Regions from separate parts of the Gossypium hirsutum genome. Here region 2 is linked to region 1. A link is a contact called in public Hi-C data. All regions are on one chromosome and are shown on one strand. The core of a region is the stretch at or near the end of the contact, and the rest is flanking DNA. Distances in the headings are between cores, read along the strand shown.

Region 1 (6,467 bases), core at 1,672-4,171:
CTGTTTTAAACATTCCTTCTCACATTTTAAGTTTACATGGTATTTTTTGATAGCTTAAATTTATTTCAGGTGATGAGTGCTCTTCAGAAAATGTCGAGGGAAGTTGCTTGGGGAGTTCTTGATATCCTTGTGGTGGATATGCCCCCTGGCACAGGTGATGCACAACTAACTATGTCCCAGAAGCTTCAGTTGTCAGGTGGATAATAAAATTTTAGCTTCTTTTTTTCCCCTTCTTTTGGTAGAAAGTGTTTGGTACTGTGCTTGAAAACTGACATATATCAAAATCAAGATGAGCTTGGACTAGTCATAAAACATGAAATACCTTTTTTGCTGGATGGGTGTTCTACTCGCTATGTAAATTCAAGCTTCATCTATCAAACCTCATTAATGTCATCATCATTCAGATCATTTGTGCCTATATATGATTTTTAGGTGATTTCCTTGATAAAGTTGAATCGCTTTGACATCACAATAGCTTGAATGAAAATAATTACTACCTTACTATGTTACCTTTTTGCCATCACCTTCTCCCGATTCTTTCTTGCGCGAATAAGAGGCTAAAATTATGATGTCTTTTATTTTCTAAGGTCTAGTTTGAGAAGGATAAGAACATCACTTTTACCCTCTCCCCAAACTCTATTTCCTTTCCTACTGTCCAACCACCAACATCCTTGAAGGGGACAAACAGAAATGAAGGGAAGCATATCTTACTTCACTTGCCCTATCTGATATATTCATTAAATTCAAAAACTTATGTTTGATGGTTTTTTTTCTTTAATCATTGTTTGTTTTTCTTAGGTGCGTTAATAGTTTCAACCCCACAAGATGTTGCACTGATTGATGCTCGTAGAGGAGTTAGAATGTTCTCTAAAGTTCAAGTTCCTGTAAGTCATAAGTTCTGCATGTATTCTCTCATCAGGCCTGCAAAGCTTGTTGAAAATTTGTGTATGGTGCCTAAATTTGGTATTGTTATGAAGTTTTGAAAAATGACTGCATTCAACTGCATGTGATATTACGTATTTATATTGTCAGTTCCTGTTACTTAGTACTTTAAGTTATAAATCTGTTTGTGGGATAGAAATGTCATTGTTGTCATTGAAAGATTTTGGTTTTATGAAATTCTTTCTGGGAAAAGTATAATATCTGAACTGTTGCCAACAGTGCATGGCTGCATTAAAGCATATTGGCTAAGCTTTTTGAGCATGTGAATGGTGTCAGCACCTTCCATAGAACTTCCTTACGGTGTGATGTAATAGTTTTGTTATGACTATAGATAATTATAACAACTATACCCTCTCTACTCTTGTGGAGTTAATTTTGAAATTCCGACTGCTTTTACAGATTTTGGGATTAATAGAGAACATGAGCTGCTTCAAGTGTCCACACTGTGGTGAAGCTTCGTTCATCTTTGGTGCTGGTGGAGCCCGTAAAACAGCAGCTGAGATGGGTTTGCAACTTGTTGGTGAGGTCAGTTGTTGATTAAAGTTAACCAACTACAAGCAAGTATTAAAGTGACTAGCTATAACAAATCAAAAATCATTAAGGAGGACTTTCTTTGGCCTAACTTGATGGCTATTTATATTGTTTAACGTAGCTGCTAATATTCAAAGCTGCAAATTTATATGATCCGTTACCAATACCTTCTCAGATACCCATTGAATTGGACATTAGGAAAGGCTGTGACAAAGGCATGCCGATAGTGGTATCAGCACCTGATTCCGCTGTCTCCAAGGCTTACCATGATGTAGCTCAAACTGTTGTCATGAGACTTGAGGATCTGGCAAAGGCATGAAACTACTCTTGAGGTTGGTCAGTGAAGTTTACTCGTGCCATCCATCTCCATTCCTGTGCTTTCGTGGTGGTGCTTTGTTCATCTTGATATAAATAATTTTTGAGTTTGAGCATTTTTGGTCATTCGATGACACTATTAAGCATTTGGGACCATAGTGATTAGGAAAACTTATTTGATGAAGTACACACTGAGACCAGTTTAGCTAGGAGCATACGATAACCAGTCTGCATTTCTGCACCGCAGATGGAAGGGATGAGCCCTTGATCTGTACATTTTTATCTGGTCTGTCTTTACATGGATGCCGGACACGGTTTCTTGATTGTTTCATGTTAATTTACTATTCTGAAAATAGATGACACTGAAATGATTTAAATTTTCGAAATTGAAAAAACATAGGTTGGGTGTTGCAACACTTTTGGTACTTGAGTTTTGAATCGTTCAAATAGGCCAAAGATGTTGAAGTCTTAAATCAATGATACATTGAATAATGTAATTTGAGCATATTTATATGCTATTTTTATAGCGGTCACTCTTTCTGCCAAAGAAAACCCCTGCCACATTTATTCTTGAACTTTTCTTAAGATTATATTGTTTGAAAAGTTAACCTGTAATACAATCCAGATAAACATAGATTCTATCTTTTTCTAAAGACAATTACGAGCTATTCAAAGGTCTTTGAAAACCATTCTAATGAAAATTATGATGGATTTAACTTCTCCATTCAACTTTGTAAGCAAACTTTATCCTTTTTTTTTGGAAAAGAAAAGATAAAAAGATGAAAATAATGTAGAAATGAAAGAAAGTGACGACATAATTGCAGATTCCATCTAGGAATCCTTCACTGGAAATCAAAAGTAAAAAGATGAATGAACATAAAACAAGTCTTTTATAGGAGTCGTTACTTTTTTCTCTCTTCTATTAACAAATTTAATCTTTCTATTAAAAATTTAATTCATTTCTATTATTTAACTATTTTATCAGCTAATGTACAAATAGATTTTTTTTTAATAAATTGAATAAAATTTCTAAAATAAAATTAATTTACTTTTTAATATAATATGTACAAATTAATTAATTAAATTTGATAATAAATATTGTTATGAGAGTTGGAACTTTGATTGACTCAACCCTTTGGAAATAAAAAAGGTAACATCTTTAGCCAATCGCCACCCATTCATTTATTCCGTGACCTTTTCCTTTTCAGTTTAAAGCATAGTTTTTATTTTGAAACTACTATTCCAATTTGTTTGCTCTCAACTTCCATTTCTTCTTCTTCGTCGTCATCATCAGTTTTTTTGACGCATTTTCACTTAGGCATTCAGCTGAATGAATCACCAATCAGTAGCCTTTAAGAACACCCAATTCCCTTTCCCTCCCCACCTTCACTATTCCACCCCTATCCCTTCTCGCGTCCTCTTTCCCTTTTCCCTCCATCCTAACAAGACCATCACCAAATCTCCCTACTCTGCCTTCTCTTGCCGGGGTTTCCATACCCCACTGCTCAATCACCCCTCTTGCTCTTTCCACTCTTCCAACGCTACCAAACCCGCCGCCGTCAAAACCGTCGATGTCGCCACTCTCGGCAACCTCTGCGTCGATATTGTCCTCAATGTTCCTAAATTACCCCCTCCTTCCCCAGATTCTCGCAAGGCCTTCATGGAGCAGTTATCCTCCTCTCCTCCCGATAAGGTAAAAAATGATTTCTTTCCCTAGTTTTTTGGATAATGGTAAAAGGAATGGTCCTCTTTTTCCAAATGGGTTTTCAAATTTATTCTCTTTTTGGGTCACAGCAATACTGGGAAGCTGGTGGAAACTGTAATATGGCTATAGCAGCTGCAAGGCTGGGACTTAAGTGTGTTGCAATAGGTCACGTTGGTAATGAAATTTATGGGAAGTTTCTTGAAGATTTGCTTCAAGCTGAAGGAATTGGTATGGTTGGAATGAGTGAAGAAACTGATGTTCTCAACGCCCCTAGTTCTTCTTATGAAACCCTCTTATGCTGGGTTCTTGTTGACCCTTTGCAAAAACATGGCTTTTGCAGGTAAATAAAAAAAAAACCTCGTCTTTTGGCTGTTTTTTTAATGATGTGCACGAAATTTGGTTGAGAAAATTGTTGCTGAAGTTTTATGGTTTTGTTTTTGTTTCATTAGTCGGGCGGATTTTAGTAAGGAACCTGCTTTTAGCTGGATGAATACACTTTCTGAAGAAGTAAAGAGGGCAATTAAACGCTCGAGAATCCTGTTTTGTAATGGTTATGACTTTGATGAGCTTTCCCCTCATATGATAATCTCAGCTGTGGAGTATGCAGTCGAAGTTGGCACATCGGTGTTTTTCGATCCAGGGCCGCGTGGGAAGAGTCTTTTAAGTGGAACTGCGGAAGAGCAAAAAGCACTTAAGCATTTCTTGAGGATGAGTGATGTCCTCCTTCTAACATCTGACGAGGTGCTTTTCTGAATCTATGGACATTTTCATTCTATTTTCCTTTATTCTCTGTTTGTGTTGTGCTTGTATATCTATCTTCCAATGCTTTCATATCTCATTTTGATGTAATTGTAATCATTTCAACTTTCTGAAGTTGCTTCACTTGATCGTTCGTAAAGTGCAGGCCATGGCCTTTTCTTTCTATATTTTTGCAGCAGTCCTTTTTGTTCCTTGTTGTCTAAGCGTGGTCAAAGCACCTTCAAGTTGAACCTGATGGTCCAGTCTCCTATTAGACCTGTTTCAATTCATGCCCGAATCATCTCAACTTTTGTCTAATCACTTGGAATGATTGTTCCTTTACTGATTAGTTCTTTAGCTGAACCATCAATCTAAGAATATTTGTCAACTATCCGAGATGAAAATGCTGAACTCTATACGTGCATTCATTTTATCAATATTCGTCTCCCTTTGCCTGAAAAAAGACAGGTGTTTTTAGGTTATAGAACATGAGTGTTCTTCATTCTTTGATTAATATTAGGTATGCCCGCAGCTTCGGAGGGTTGGATATCCCAGTCGGAAGTATTTGGGCTTTTATGGTATTTGATGTGGAATATATCTATCTAATAGCCTCTTTTGGCTGTTTACCTAATTACTTACATTTATGGACTTTCAGGCTGAATCTTTAACTGGCCTAGTGGACCCGATTCTTGCAGGGCAGGAGTTGCTGAGGAAAGGAAACTGCACGAAATGGGTGGTTGTGAAGATGGGCCCTAAGGGTTCAATTCTGATAACCAAGTCCGGTATTACTTGTGCATCTGCATTTAAGGTGAGTTATAGCTTCCTTGTATATCCGAAAACTTTAAAAAGTGTTTAGCTACATGGTGATTGTTATTTATGGAAATTCCTTGAATAAGTTGTCAAGTTGCTTTAAGCTTGGATGCCTTTCATTTTAGGTTGAAAATGTATTTTTAAAGTTCATGGTCATGTACACGTTAAGTAGTAACTAACAGAAGTTTCAGATACATATTTTGAAATGTAAATTGTCCCTGAAAATATGAAGCCTGTTTTCTGAAAATTTGCCTCCTTACAACTTGTAAAGAAGCTAAATATGACTAAACCTATCAATTCTGATCCGAACTTGAAAATCCAACTTGATCTCAAGTCCAACCCAACTCAATTTGATTATAAAAAGTCAACAACTTGAATTTGCCTAACCCAAACATGAATTGACCCAAACCTAAATTGGCCTGAATCCGAAGCAATCTGAACCTGGGACAACCCAAACCTACCACCTAACTTGAGATGACTTGAACTTAAAGTGGCCAAAATCCAAAATGATTCAAATCCGTAACGACTTGATCCAAATGACCACTTGAGATGATCTGAACCCGAAATTGACTCAGACCCAAAATTATAGGAAAGTATTAAATCTGAATCGACACGATCTAGATAGATCTAACCCAAAATCAATCTGACCCACCTAATTGATAGGTCTAATATAACCATTCTTTTGGATTTGGTCATTCTTCTAACCTGTCCGAATTCTTTTCAACATTTGATTAGGTGAAAATCATGGACACTGTCGGGTGTGGAGATAGCTTTGTTGCTGCCATTGCATATGGTTTTATACATAATATTCCATTGGTTACTACGTTAGCATTTGCAAATGCCGTGGGTGCTGCTACCGCCATGGGTTGTGGTGCTGGTAGGAATGTAGCTACATTGAAGCAAGTGGTGGAATTGATGGAAACACCCGACCTCAATGAGGATGATAAGTTCTGGAATGAGCTACTGAGGGAACATTTGGATTCACAAGAGGTCACATTTCTGTCAAAAATGGTTCTAAATGGAAGCAATGGCAGGATGAAGCATGTTACATTGCAAAAGGTGGTTTCTGAGTTGCTGCCTAAGCTTAAATCAAGTCAATTAGAGGGCACACTGTCATCTTGATGGGATATTAAAGGAAATTAGATTCACAGCAAACAATACAAGTTTCAAAGGACGTCCTTGTATGAAATCAGTCTGGGTTTGATTTGTTTGGCAATATCACAGCAAGTTCTTGACCGGGTTCTGAATGAAGTAGTTCCTGGGAAGATATCAAGTGAGAAATAAAGACAGTGCTTCATATGCTGTTTTTTGAGCATTTTTTGCCACAATTCATGGGTTTGTGCATTGTGCTAGGGTAAGATCAGCTTTTGCATACCAATGCAAAGATGTTCTGTTTATGTTTATTTATTTGTTAAAACTGTGTGAT
Region 2 (6,467 bases), core at 2,907-5,406, 150 kb after region 1:
ATTGTTCTAAATAGAAGCTGCTCTGAACAACAATTGTTCTAAACATAGTTCCTGAAATGCAATTATTCTAAACAAAAGTTATGGACATTAGCTATTATCAAGAGAAGCCATTCTAAGATGATAGCTACCTTGGATGACAACTGTTCTAAATGAAGCCTTGTTCTGAACATAGTTGTTTCAAATTTAGATTCTCAAACAATAATTGTTCTAAACAGTAACTATTCTAAACAAGAGTTGTTCTTCCAGAAGAGATATTAATAGAAGCAACTCCGCTACTTGTTTCGAGTTAAACTTTGTTACTATCTTTGGAAGTTTAAGTTCTTAAAACATAATCTTAATTATCTCCGAAAAAAGATAAGATATTAATAGCCAAAACAAAGTATCTACACACATCTACTCCTTAAAAGGGCTGGGAAGATAATGAAAGCCTTGTCAATATCACTGATGTTTAGAATTTGTATGAGTTTTGTACAGCAAAGAACGAGAAAGGTAAAATGGAATCATTGTAAAAAATAAAAAGAAAATAAAGAAATTTTCAAACGAAATCAATCAAGATGTAGCACCAAGAAGGCAAGTTTCTTTATTACACCCCTCAAGAAGGTGACGGAAGGAGACACCAATCCTGAAACAATCCATCTCAAAAGCAGGTCATGGTAAGGATTTTGTGAAGACATCAGCAAGTTGAACACTAACAAAACTGTGAGCAACAAAAAGATCTTCCTCATGAATCTTGGACTAAGCAATATGATAATTAATTTCAATGTGTTTCATGGAGAGTGAAACACAAGATTGACAAACAGATGTAGCATCGAGATTATCACAGTAAAGTGGGAGAGGATTAGGCAATGAATAGACAACTCACGAAATAAATTTATGACCCAACAGAGTTAGGCATTGGCATTCAAGATGGCACAATATTCTGCTTTTGTTGATGACCGCAATGCCCTACTGCTTGTGGGATGCCCAAGAGATAGGATTTTGGCCAACAAACAGAATGAAACCACCAGTGGAGCTCTGATCATCCTTGTTTCAGCCCCAATTTGCATCAAGGAAAGCCCATTAGAGGAGAATCTCGATAGATGAAGAGACCATGATCAGTAGTGCCTTGAAGATACCTCAACACATGCTTGAGGACTGTCAAGTCTTGTTCAGTCTGCTTGCTTGAAAACTAAGCTAACTTATTTACAGCAAAGGCTAGATCAGATCTTGTAAACTTAAGGAATTGAAGGAATCCCAGTATGACAAGATACTCATTTTGTTTCAAGAGTGAGGAATCTTCTTCTTGACTCAGTGAGAATTTAAGAGAGATATTTATTGCATTGGCATGAAATAACTTTTGCTCGATCAGGAACATCCAAAATGTAGTGATGTTAAAACAAAAATAAGCCATCATGCATAAAGCAGGCTTCAATACCAAGTAATCTATATCACCAAGAGCCCTCAACAAAAACCTATAATTAATATAGCCTCAAGAAACTTATTAATAGTATTCAAATTAGGACTGCTGATATTGAAACCATCAACATAAACCAAGAGGTAAATGAGTGCGCCTGAGTATCTTGAAATAAAAGGAGAATTATCAGATTGTGCTGGCTTAAGACCATAGATAGCCTTATGCAGGTGACAAACATGTCAACAAACCTTGGTGGCTGGCTCATGAAGACCTCTTCCTCTAAAGGATCCATTAAGGAATATATTGTGAAAATTTGTTGAAGTGGCTAATTGCTAATCACTACAAGAGAAAATAATATCCAGATTATAATATACTTATGATAATAGGTGAAAAGTATCTCCATAGTCAATCTTAGGTCGTTAGCTAAAACAATTCACAAGTTAAGCCTTGTAATTAATGGTGCCATCGGGACTGAAATCACCATTTCCATCCAACCACATTCTTAACTTCTTTCGTGACCAACAACCATGTTCCCTGTTTCTCAGGACAGTAAGCTCTGCTTGCACAGCTTGGGACCAACTGGGGCCTTTGAAGAGGCTTCACAAGTGGGATGGAGATTGAATTATCGGTTATGGAGAAAGGTTTAGTGGTATGGCTTAGGGTTCGTGATACCAGGAGGGCTGGAATAACTAATTGAAGCCTTGCCATACTCAAATTTTGTACAGCAGAGAATAAGAGAATCATTGACAAAATAAAAAGAAAATTAAGAATCATCACTATAAAGGAAAGCAATCAAGAGATAATAACAAAGAGGAAAGTTGCCTAATTACTCCTCCATTTATTCATTTTGCCCCTGACTATATTAACTAATTTTTCACTCCATGAAAAACCTAAAAGAAAAGCAAGCAATGAAGCATGTTAAATAACCACGTTTATAAGCATCAAGGCTCGACCACAACTCCACTCAACACAATCCAATAATTAGGTGAAGCTTTTAGGTTAGAAACCAAAATCGAAATAAAAATGCAGCAACTCATATTCCAAATAAATGCAGCTTTATAATTGCTTAAAAACTAGGCAAACTTGATAGTCACAACTTAAACCACGCATGATGAATTTGATCAGCCGTGCCAGTTACATCATTGTTCCACTTAATTATACGCATTTCAAAATTTTAGGATCAACAAATTCGTAAAAAACCTTAACCTTGGCTCCAGTTTTGAAGCAGTGTAGCTGCACAGAAGCTAATTCTTCAGAGCATTCCGCGCAACCTCTTTCTAACAGGCCACCGTTTCTTTGAATCTATTCCACCAAGCAACCCTATAAATACAAACCCTGGGCTTCTTAGTTTGCAATCTATTCCCTGGTGGGCAATGCATAAAGAACGAGCAGAACAATAGAACGCAGATAACATGATAAAATATCAGGGAGCTCTGATTTCATCTCATAATCCATTCAACTGAAAAATTACATCTAAAATCTGCCTTTAAACTAAGGAATATAAAAATTTAGCGTCAATCAACAACAACCAAAAAAAAAAACAACCCCTCGAAGAAAAGTTCCAAGAACAGATAAGATCCGATGTCATATTTTCCTGGGTACGGACCCAAATACACCAACTAAACTTCACTCGAATTTACAAAACTACCCCTACGTTGACCACCCTCTCTTCTCTCATTTCTTTCCCCTCCTCGACGTGGCTTTCTTCGCCGGTGACTTGACACTTTTCGGCTTTACACTCTTCGCCGGAGCTTTTTTAGCCGCAGGAGCCTTCTTCGCAGCAGGCTTGGGAGCAGCAGCCCTCTTTCCGGGGGACGTCCTAGTTGAAGTCCTCGAAGCCTTAACCGGCTTGTCCTTAGGCTTGGCTGCAGCTTTTGGCTTTGTAGCTGCAGTAGTCTTCGGCTTCACAGAAGCCACTGCCTTAGTCTTGGCTGGAGCAGCCTTCGCCTTAGAAGTAGCCTTTGGCTTAGCCGCCGGCTTACTCTTGGCCTTCGAAGTAGTTTTTGTCTTGGCCTTCGCTTTAGGAGTAGCTTTTGTACTCTTCCCTTCCTTAGGCTTTGAGGCAGGCTTAGACTTCGACTTAGTAGTAGCCGTTTTCTTTTTTGCAGGAGCAGAAGCAGCAGTAGCCGTCTTCGAAGATCTAGCCGATGGAAGTTTATACGAAGCCTTAACTTTGACCAACTTCCCAGCAGCCACAAGCTTCTTCAAATGGACAAGAAGAAGCTTCTTGAAATTCCCAGGAAGATTCTTCTGTTTCTCTTCAATGAACTTAGCAATGGCGTACTGACTTGAACCTGTCCTCTCTTTCAAAGTAACGATCGCATCTTTGATCATCTGTAACAAACCAATCGAGTATCAATACGCGATCAGACCCAGAATAGCAAAAAAAACAAAAAATAAAAAACAAATAACAGTATATTTTGTGAATCATGAAGTACCTCTTCGTAAGGTGGATGAGTAGGAGCAGCCCGTGGTTTCCGAGGAGCTGCAGCTTTCTTGGTTTTGGGTTCTTTGGTTTTCTTTGCTCTGCCAGATTTTGAAGTAGCTTTGGTCTCAGCAGTCTTGTCCTCCTCCGTCTCCGGTGCGGGGTCTGCCACGACTGCCGGCTCCTCGGTTGCCATTTGCTAGACGATGTAGACGAGAAGAATCCGGGATTAGGATTAGGGTTTCAGGAAAAATTGGGGAATCGGAAATATGATGAAAGGGGAATTTTGGATCTAATCTCAAAGCGAAGATGTACTGGTAATTTCGTTGTGGGAGGAAGGTGACGGAAATGAAGGGATTTAAATAGTCAAATGTGAGAAAGACGGTATCCATAAGATGAATTTTGATTGGTGGAGACAACTATCACGCGGATCCCTGTCTGTCTTAAGTTTAAATACGGATCGTTAGATAAGGCGATATCTACGGTTGAAGATTAAGGGGCGCAAGGGAATGGGTGGGGAGGAATGAGGAAGAATTGATGTTTTGAGCATTTTAGGTGTGCTTTTGGTCTCGATTGGTTTGACCATGACTTAAGTTATAGCTTATAATTTTTTTTGAAATTTTTTCCATTGTTAAGTTTATTATATAAGCTTTCTAATGAATATTTTTACATATTTTTTGGACAATTCATTTGTAAGATATTTGATTTTGAAGCTACATTGGTCAAAACCATGGTTTACCATGATGTTATTGTGGTTTAGGAGGAATTTAAGAAAATGCTTGTTATGAATCCAAAATTTTTGCATCTTATTTGATAATAGATTAACAAAGGAAACTAATGCTTCAAGAATCATGAAATTTGGTTAAGAATTGGATGGAAATTTTTCACTTCAAATGTTGTTGAAGTTGAACATGTCCTTTTGGCATGTGTGACAATACACATATCATTCAATTCATGGCAAATCAAAAATTGGAACCATATTTAATCCAAAACAAAACTTGATTTGTTATGTTGTATGTCACATTATTCATTACATTTGTTAACCTTAAACATAAAATGTGAATCAAACAAAAATTGTATATCCATTAATTAAGGTAGCAATATAAATCTTTCTTTTTTAACATGTGAACATTTGCTTAGCATGTATGCTCTATTACTATTGTCTAATTACACATTTCCTATACTCAAATATTCATTCCAATCATCTTATTCTATGATTATAAATTCAAAGTTCTTACTACACCACATCATATCTCATCAAAATAACCTATAGAATGCTTGGGTTTCTCAAAAACATTACATCTAAGCATATTTATTAATTTGGAGCAAAATCTTCTCAATGTAAAACTTATATGTAAGTTATGCATTAACTTCTCCACCTAAATGAAACATGTTAATGTTGATCTAAAGCCATATATATATGTAAGCCCATTATAAGTATAATCAAATCAATTAATTATATAGCAAGAGCATTAGAAGAATTAAGTTAATTTATCATCTAATTTTTGTTACAATGATTAGTATCTTCGATGTTGAACCTTTAACCTTAGAAAATTGAAAATGTTTGTTCAAGTATAAAAACAAACATCTTCTAAGACTTGTTTGATGTTAATCTTGGAGGATTAAAAATCTTTTGTTTAAGAACATCTTCAAAGCCATGCTTGATGTTCTCATGTAGAATTTTCAATGGATTTAAAAAGTTCATTTAGTAATTAGATTTGGGTGTAATTACTAATAATTACATATGTGATATATATGAGTAATTATTAAAATTAATAAATCTCATTGAATTGAGTTTATGAAGTGCACACAATTACTTGCTTTGATTCTTATGAGGGATTGAGAATTAAGGAATTGTGTGAGGTAATTAGCCATAATGAACTTCAAACTTCTTTTTTAACTCAATTTTGTAATTATATAACTATGAAATTACATTTTTATTATAAAATATTATATGAGAAATTAAGATATAATTACATTCTACTTGGTAAATATATATAGAGAATTAGAACACAAGATGGAGTAATTATTATCCTAACAATTATACTTCTTGAAGTATCCATATATGCTTTTACAATATATTTGATTCACTGAAATGGAATAGAATAGGAATTCTATAACCATTCAATGGGAATAGAATAGCGAGATAATAGGTTTTATGTTGTTTGGTTGGTTGAATAGAATAAACATGTAATAGTATCATATTGTTTGGTTAGGTAAAGCAATATTTCATAATAGGTAAGGAATAAACTTAAAATGACAATTTATCATTAGATTAAACTAATATTTTATCTAATTTCTTATTAATATCTTGTAATTTTTTAAAATCATTATATTTATTAATAAAATAAAATTGTAATAATTTATTTATTCCTTTCAAAAAAATAATAAATTATTTATAAAATTTTTAATGTGAATTTATTAAAATATTTTATAATTACTATAAATATTATATTAAAATATGATTCTAAAATAATAATTGTACATAATATATAATATTTAGCGTGTTAAAAAAATATTATTTATAGTATTCAACAATTATATAAATATTATTTTAATATATGATACAAATATTAAATGTTATTTAATTGTGAGAACTACTGAGCTTTTATTATGTGATGCAAGTCTCAAGATCCAATTTCAGACTCA

The links. Hi-C and Micro-C count contacts between places; a contact is called where the count stands out from the background.
Region 2: a Hi-C map of leaf shows a contact between it and region 1, with 2.7 times the contacts expected there. The contact joins the promoter of LOC107894274 here to the promoter of LOC107894410 in region 1. A contact is called at or near these places in 13 of 34 Hi-C or Micro-C datasets (anther, callus, hypocotyl and 3 more).

Annotation. Positions count from the first base shown.
Region 1 is chrA08:9,899,266-9,905,732 of Gossypium_hirsutum_v2.1, forward strand. It overlaps LOC107894410 (5-dehydro-2-deoxygluconokinase), which reads left to right and starts at 2,922. Exons shown (of 5, transcript XM_016819757.2): 1 at 2,922-3,481; 2 at 3,583-3,833; 3 at 3,943-4,234; 4 at 4,887-5,039; 5 at 5,777-6,467. The coding sequence starts at 3,119. The coding sequence ends at 6,163. It overlaps LOC107944207 (iron-sulfur protein NUBPL), which reads left to right. Exons shown (of 9, transcript XM_016879081.2): 6 at 70-196; 7 at 799-884; 8 at 1,342-1,467; 9 at 1,649-2,202. The coding sequence ends at 1,792.
Region 2 is chrA08:10,052,310-10,058,776 of Gossypium_hirsutum_v2.1, forward strand. It overlaps LOC107894274 (histone H1), which reads right to left and starts at 4,157. Exons shown (of 2, transcript XM_016819578.2): 1 at 3,832-4,157; 2 at 2,807-3,727. The coding sequence starts at 4,014. The coding sequence ends at 3,068. It overlaps LOC107894355 (a long non-coding RNA gene), which reads right to left and starts at 856. Exons shown (of 6, transcript XR_001683216.2): 1 at 564-856.